Regions from separate parts of the Mustela erminea genome. Here region 2 is linked to region 1. A link is a contact called in public Hi-C data. All regions are on one chromosome and are shown on one strand. The core of a region is the stretch at or near the end of the contact, and the rest is flanking DNA. Distances in the headings are between cores, read along the strand shown.

What was found. A called contact is a pair of places that touch in the nucleus more often than the background predicts.
Region 2: a contact with region 1 is called in a Hi-C map of fibroblasts, with 1.9 times the contacts expected there. The contact joins the promoter of FEM1C here to the promoter of CCDC112 in region 1. A contact is called at or near these places in 2 of 3 Hi-C or Micro-C datasets (fibroblasts and spleen).

What each region holds. Positions count from the first base shown.
Region 1 is chr3:17,529,477-17,532,979 of mMusErm1.Pri, forward strand. CCDC112 (coiled-coil domain-containing protein 112) reads right to left here and starts at 1,355. Exons shown (of 9, transcript XM_032335392.1): 1 at 989-1,355. The coding sequence starts at 1,105.
Region 2 is chr3:17,761,903-17,765,769 of mMusErm1.Pri, forward strand. It overlaps FEM1C (protein fem-1 homolog C), which reads right to left and starts at 2,487. Exons shown (of 3, transcript XM_032335395.1): 1 at 2,463-2,487.

The DNA.
Region 1 (3,503 bases), core at 105-2,604:
CTGAGGGTCAACCAGGAGGGGGCTATAACTGCAGCCGACTTAGAGCCAGGGCCTGGAGAAGAGCCAACAGGGAGATGGTGGAGGTAGCACACAGGCCCTGCAGACCATGGTAAGGACACTGGCTTTGACTATGAGGGTTCAGAGCAGAAAGAGTGTCACTGCTGGACTGAATCGCCCTGGCTGTTGGGAATCCTTTCGGAAGGCAAGAGTGTTGGAACAGAAACCAACTAGGAAAGTATTTCCGGCAGGAAGGTATGATGATGTGGACAAAACAGGGGCACTGGGGGTGTTAAGAGTGGGATTCCCGGCTTATTCTGGGTTCTACATAGAACACGGAGGAATTCCCCATGCTTTGGGTGTGGGCTGTGAGACAATGGGAACAGGGAAGGTCTTCGGCTTAAACAACAGGATCCGGCCATTCCTGAGGATCCTGTGGTCCACGCTGCCAGAGAAAGGGGTCGAGGCAGATCTTTGGAAACACATCTGCCTCGGACCACCCCGTATTTATTCCTCCTTGTGTTCCCCAGCGCAGGGGCAATAACAAAGCAGCCACCCATTGCCGGGCACCGAAAGTGTCTCCAACCACGCTCTGTGCCAGGGCCTTCCCAGACGTGAGGACCACAGCTGGGTAAGGTGCCGTTACCAGACCCAGTTTTTGGAGAAGGCACTGAGTCGGGGAGAGGGTATGCTCGCATCGCGAGGCTAGGAAGCGGCAGAGCCAGGGCTTCCACCCAGATCTTCCCTCGATTCCAAAACCACATGGAGGTGGCTTTGCAAAGGCAGCGGAAAGCACAAGCCAACAAAGCACAGCGCCCGGCGTGGGCCAGGCCGCGAGCAAAGGGAGGCTAACGCCGCGCCTCCCGCCTCCGGAACCGCGCTGCAGAGGACACCTGTTCGGCGAGGGCCGGGACCCGGTCCTGCACCCGGCACCCACCTCCCCCTCGGGCCTCCGCCCGCCTCCAGCGGCTTCGGGCCCTCCCGGATTTACCTGTTGCGGCACCTGCGCTGCTCCCACTCCGCTCCCGGTGGCCGCGCCCGCCCCCGCCACAGCCCCGGCTACCGCGGTGGCCGCCGCCGCCACCACGACCGTCGTCAGGGCGGCCATCTTTCCTCGCCCAGCCGCTCGGGCCGCAGCGGCCACCCGGGGCCAGGGGGTTCCGGCCTCGGGAGCTCCTGGTCCTGCAGACCGTTCCGGGCACCGTGGGGCTCCGCGGGACGCAGAGCACAGCGGAGCCAAAGCGTAGGGCGGGGCCGGGGCGCGGGGCGGGGCCGGGGCGCGGGGCGGGGCTCTGACAGGTTGCCGGGCACCGCCCAGCCGGAGTTGAGGGCGGGTAAGGCGGGGCTCTGCCGGGATGCAGGGCGGGGTCGGATGCTGGGCGGGGCAGGAGCGGGGGCGGGGCCGGGGCTCGGGGCGGAGCGGGAGCGCGGGCGGGGAAGAGATGTGGGCCAGGGTCTGTGCGCAGGGTGGGGCACAAGTTGTGTGGGCGGGGGCAGAGAGGGGCAGGGCCAAGTTGTGGGGCGGGGCAGGGGCGGAGTATGGGGCGGGGTCGGGCGGCAAGGCGGGGCTCAGCGGGGATGCTAGGCGGGGCTAGAGTGCCGGGCGGGGCTGGAGGAAGGAGTCAGTCCGCGGTTCAGAGCGGGGCGGGGGCGCAGGCGGGGTCCAGACGTGGAGCAGGGGCGAGAGTAGGGTGGGTCGAGGGGCGGGGCCAAGACGTGGGGCGGGGCCAAGACGTGGGGCGGGGCCGGAGTGCCTGCCAGAGCCACGCCTGGGAGCAGTGTGGGACGGCGTCAAGGCTGGATGCGGGGCGGGGCCGGACTGAAGCCCGAGCCGCCGGAGCGGGGGCGGGGCGTGGGCCCCGGGGGCGGGGTTGGGCGGATTCGAGGCTAGGCGGGGACTGCGTGCAGGGGGGCGGCGATCCGCAGAGCCTCCCTGCGCTGTTGCAGGTTTGTGTCAACTTTTTCCGTGCACTTGTCTACTCTTATGCAGCAAAATCTTTCTAATCCCCTCATTGAGCTCCGGTCCCCCACCCACCTCTTACTGTCAAACTTCCTTGTCTCATATATGCATACAGCTCTATCTATAGATGCCTAAAGATACTTTACGTAACAGAACTTCTTTCTAGGTTTCTACTAAGCGCTGGCGAAACTGGGTGTAAATGAAAAAAGGATTTATTTAAGGGCTTGAACGAGTAACTATTAACTAACACTTTCAAAGACTCGAAAGAGGGCATGGCCCATACTGTCAGATACCAGGGGCAGAAATGCCACACTTGGTCAATAAGAAGAGCTATGTCAAAGATACAGTGACGGGGGTGGGGGCGGGGGTGGTTGGAAAAAAGCCATAGATTACCGCTGCAATTAAAGCACAGGCAACCAGCGGCAATTCGCCTGGTTCTCGGACGCACCGTCTTTTCCTCCCGTATAAAGAAATAGATTCATTCATTCATCCCTTCACTCATTCAATCAATATCCAGCTCCTACTAGATACCAGGCACTGTTCTACGTCTTTAGAAGTCACTGTAGAGTTAGACACGAGTGCGCACGCGCGGACACACACACACACACACACACACACACACACACACACGAGGTTCCTTCTAAGGTTAGGGAATTTAAACAAGTAAACACACGGGTATTTACTGAGCACTTCCTTTGTGCTCTCACTGTTCTAAGGAACCCAGTGAAGCAGGTCCTGCTATTATCTCTTTTCACAGAGAAGGATACAAACCTAGGCTTCTGACTGTGGAGACCATCTGCGTAGAGACGTTCAACAGGCCGCTGGATACGTGCTTCTGGAGCTCAGAGAGAGAGACTAGAGATAAAGATGTGATTCTGGTCTTCATCTGCTTGTAGAAAATATTTTATTTGCAAGTGCAGGGAGGGGCAGAGGGTGAAGCAGACTCCCCACCCTACCTGGGGCTGCATCTCATAATGCTGAGATCATGACCCCAGCCCAAATCGAATCGGATGATTTACCAACTGAATCACACAGGTGCCCCTGCATGTAGAAAATATTTTACATAACTCTGAATGCGCTCACACAGGCGGGATAAACTGAAGTCTAAGAACAGGAGGAGGAGGAGGGAGACTCAGAAGGAGGGGTCCCAGAGAAGGGAAGAAAACCAGAAGTCCATGGGAAAGTGTTTCCACTTACAAAAAGTATTTTGAGGAGAGAATGATCACAGACCTGGTAGGGTTTGCCATTGGGAGGCTCAGTCAGGTGAAAACAGAAGTGCTGCTTGGGTTTGGTAACAGGGAAGCGGTGTCCCTGTTTGGTGAGGAGGACCAAAGCCTCAGGAGAGAGCTGAGGAAGGAGATACTGAAGGTGAAGAACAGAAATGATAGGGGTTTCCATGATTTTGCGATACAGGTGATCAGACAAAGGAGCTGGTTGCTAGAAGATGTGGGATCTTTGCTGGGTCATGTTCCAAGGGGAGGAACAGCGGAGGGCGTCCATGCCCTGGGGTCCGGGACACAAGGGAAAAGGTCAGTCTTTGATAGGA
Region 2 (3,867 bases), core at 1,237-3,736, 230 kb after region 1:
ACTTACAGTCTTTTAGCCACAGGAAAATTACAAAAACTGAAGTTTAAATGTATATATTTTCTCACTGCAGAGAAATACAGTAGGGTGATAGAAAAAATACATTCAAACACAGAAATGCATGAAATTAGGATATAATCCTGAAGGGCAAGAATGTGAAATGGAGCTATAGTGTAAAGAGAAAAATAAACTAGGTAAAATATACTGTAGGTAAAGAAGAGGTTTTTCTTATATTTTTAAAACAGGGAGTAGTAGGCATAATGTCTATGGTGTTTAGATTGTATTGGATTCATTCAAGAGAGTGACTATTCCACTTTAAAATGTCAATGTTTACAGTATGCAGGAAACTGCATTCTTTGCAACTACTTAAACTTCCGATGAAACGTTTTAAATGTTAACCTAAAAATATGCAAGAAGGTAAATAGTATGTCCTATAGTAAACAGAAATGTTTAAGGACCGCTAATTTTACTCATCAATCCCCTATTGGAGGTCGTCTCCATTTCTAAAGATTTCAGCAATATTTGTTCTTCAAATTTTTTTTTTTTTTTTTTAGTTTTTACTTTTCTTAAAGAACATCAACTAAAATTACTTTATTTTGTCGTGGTTAAATGATCTTACATTCTTTTTTGAAACACCTGCCTCCTCTCAACCCTTTCTGAATGGAGAGGAAAAGCTTTTGGTTTGGCTGGGTTGGTTGGATAGGGATTGGTTTGGTTACTAAAGCTTTGGATTCTGGTTTAATCAGCAATTATTGTCTTCCTAAAAGCCTCAGAATGCTCTGGGGGGTATATACCAAGAAGAACGCTGGACTCAAGTTCTAAGGAGCCTCCAGATGGTGCAGGTGGGAATCAGCGGACTGGAAAAATGGGGAGGTACCCAGAAGGCTGGGGCATAAAATGAGGAGCCACTGCCAGGAGCCAAGGTGAATACTCGGTCTGCTCTGAGGGGAGTCTGCACCCACAGCTCTGATTCACCGGCCTTGTGGGAGACCCAACACTTCACAAATGCCTGGGAGGGTACTTCCCTAGGAGGCCCCCAGGACACTGGGAACCCAGAGGCAGCACGACCTCATGCCTGAAAGGGTGATTGCAACCAACTGGACTAGCAGCGGGAGGGCGCCCTTATTACGAGAACAACACACAATCTCAAGCGTATAGGTTTTCTTCTTTTCATGTATTTTGGGATAAATTTCCAGGGGCTGCATTATGGAATTTCCTTCTGGCTTCTCGTATATATTGGCATTCCGCTTTCCCAAACAGTTGGGCCAGCAGCAAAGGAGTATGCTGAATTCACCGAACCGGGTACCCACTGTAGATTACGTTTCTTCAGTTCTTGCTAGAATGTGGAAAATGATGCATCAAATTTCCCCAAAGTTGCCTGGCCACCCTTGTGATTTGGGGGGATGTCCATATAATCTCCTGTAATTAGTAGGGTATTCCTTTTACAGTTTTCCTTCTGGAGATTTTTTTTCTTAAGTTTATTTGTTTTTAAATAATCTCTACCAACCAACCCAACGTGGGGCTCGAACTCATGACCCCGAGATCAAGAGTCACACACTTCACTGAGTGTGAGGCAGGCAGGCGCCTCTCTCCTGGGGATTTTCGAGTGTTTACCTCTTGCTGGCCTCTGCTTAAACCAGAAACCTCCATGAAACAGTCCGCTTGCACGGTTTTGATGATCTTCATTAATTTGGTCTGATTTGAGTGAACAAAAGAAGATACCTTTTGTTTTTAGTGGCAAACTGGGCAGCAGTTTAATTCAGAAAAGCATGAAAGGAACCTCTTTCAATGAATAGAAAAGTAACACGAGAATAGCACAGAGATGCCCCATGCCATTGAGAAACCTATTTAATCAACACCGAACATGTGTCTGACCAGGGTGCGAAGGATTTTAACTGTTATAAATCCACTCATCATGTGCATAGTTATTGAATCGTATTGTGTGTTCTGTTGGAGGCTGAGTGAATATATGATCCCTGCTTTCAAAGAATTCATGGTCTGTGGGAGAAATGTAGCTATAAACAGATCGGAGTGAATGAGATATGTATATAAACAGCCACGAGGGCCCAAGGGATGGAGCTGCCAAGGCTCCCAGACTCCTTGGGCGAGTCTGGGAAGGAGGTGTGGTTAAACCGGATCCTGAAGCATGAGTGGGAGTAGGCCCAGCCAAAAGGCAGTGGGAGAAGGGAGGGAGCCCAATGGAGAAAGCAGGGAGCTGATGGCCCCTCCCTTCTTCCCCACTCACCCCCCAGACACAGGGTGGGACCCTAGGCAACCTTCTGAATGTGGAAAGCCCTCACTCCCCACCTCCCACAAAGTGCATCATAGTTCACCATTTCCAATTTGTGCAACTCCACCAGAATTCACATTCTCTAGGTCGGCGGCCCTCTTGAGAGGTTTTTGGAGGAGCTAGGCTGGGTGGATGCAATCTACTTAAAGCAAGAATACATCCAGGAGGTACTCACCTTTTCCAAAGGAAACTCATGAGCTCTGATGAAGCTTACGGTGTTAGAAGTAAGACAGAGCAGAATTCTTTCAGCCAGAGATTTCTGGATTCCCCCCGTGTATTTGGGTCTAGCCTCTCTTTCCTTCCTGAAACAATGCAAGAGGAGGAGGCAGCAACTTGATCACCAAATTCTGATCATCTTCTCTTGGCACAGTCTCCCTCGCTGGTATGGTGCCATCATCTTACTCATCCCATTATCACAAGCTAGAAATCTTGTGTCATTGTAAAAGTATCTGTTTCTTTCCTCTGTTAAGCCCATTTCCTGAAGTTGTCAGGGCCCTGACTCTAGCTCTCTACAAGCAATAGATGAGAAAAAGCCTGCAGATTCTCCAGAACTGGCTTCCAGCCTCTGATAGTCTCCCCCTGATACATCCCAACCCAGCCCACCCAACACTGTCCAGAAGTTCTGACCCAGCAACCCAGATTTCTCAAGGAGATGAGGATGTAATTGGTCACTCAGAGCAGGAAATCTGCTCTGGGGATCTCGAAGAGCTTCAAGGAGGCTCCCAGGTGTGAGCAGATGAAAGAGACCAGAGTCACCCCCAGATATGAAGCCACGGTCAGAAATACAGTCCTGTCCATCAAGGGCAATGATCCCTGTGTGTTCATGACCTTTAGTCTCTGACCTTCTTCCTGCCCTGACCTCTGTCCCTGCCCCTGCCTGGCTGACCATGCCTGTGTGGGTGGCCATTAATCAACCAGGAATAGCTGCTGCCTCACCAGGAATTCGCTGGCCTCAGCCCCAGTCCCGCGGACGAGTCTAGCAATTATCCACTCTGAACATTTATCCATCTCATCTCTTTTTTCTTTTCCAGATGTTGGCCTTTTAATTCCTTTTGAATATCTGAATACGTCCCTTTTTGCAAGCTAGGAAGCAGAATTAAACTAAGGCATTCTGGTCCTCTAGGGATCCAGACAGAGTCTTGCGATCTTCAGCAAAATGACATCATAATACAAGGTGCTAACAACGGGCTTCTAAACTCTAAATAATAACCACCTACCTACATTTGTTTTCCTTAGGAAGCAGCCCAAAGTCCAGTCCTTAAAGGCAGGATATATAGAACATCTTGATTTACAAAGTACGGGATGACCTAAATGATAGGCTGGCTAATTTACGGGTAGACCAGATGCACGCTGACCAAGGACTGGTGAACAGAGAAAGTGTTTACTTTTTGGAAACTCGCTCTGAGGATGAGTCTTGGCTCCTGTGAATAAGGGAGCAGGTAGAAAAATATTACAGATGCACCCACATGGACCTTTGATTTTGCTGAGGTCTTCCACTAGAACGCAGAGTGAGGGATGAGGTTAGAGGGACGATGCTTAGATTGTTCTCAAAATAAATGACTAGTAATAGGAAATTTGAC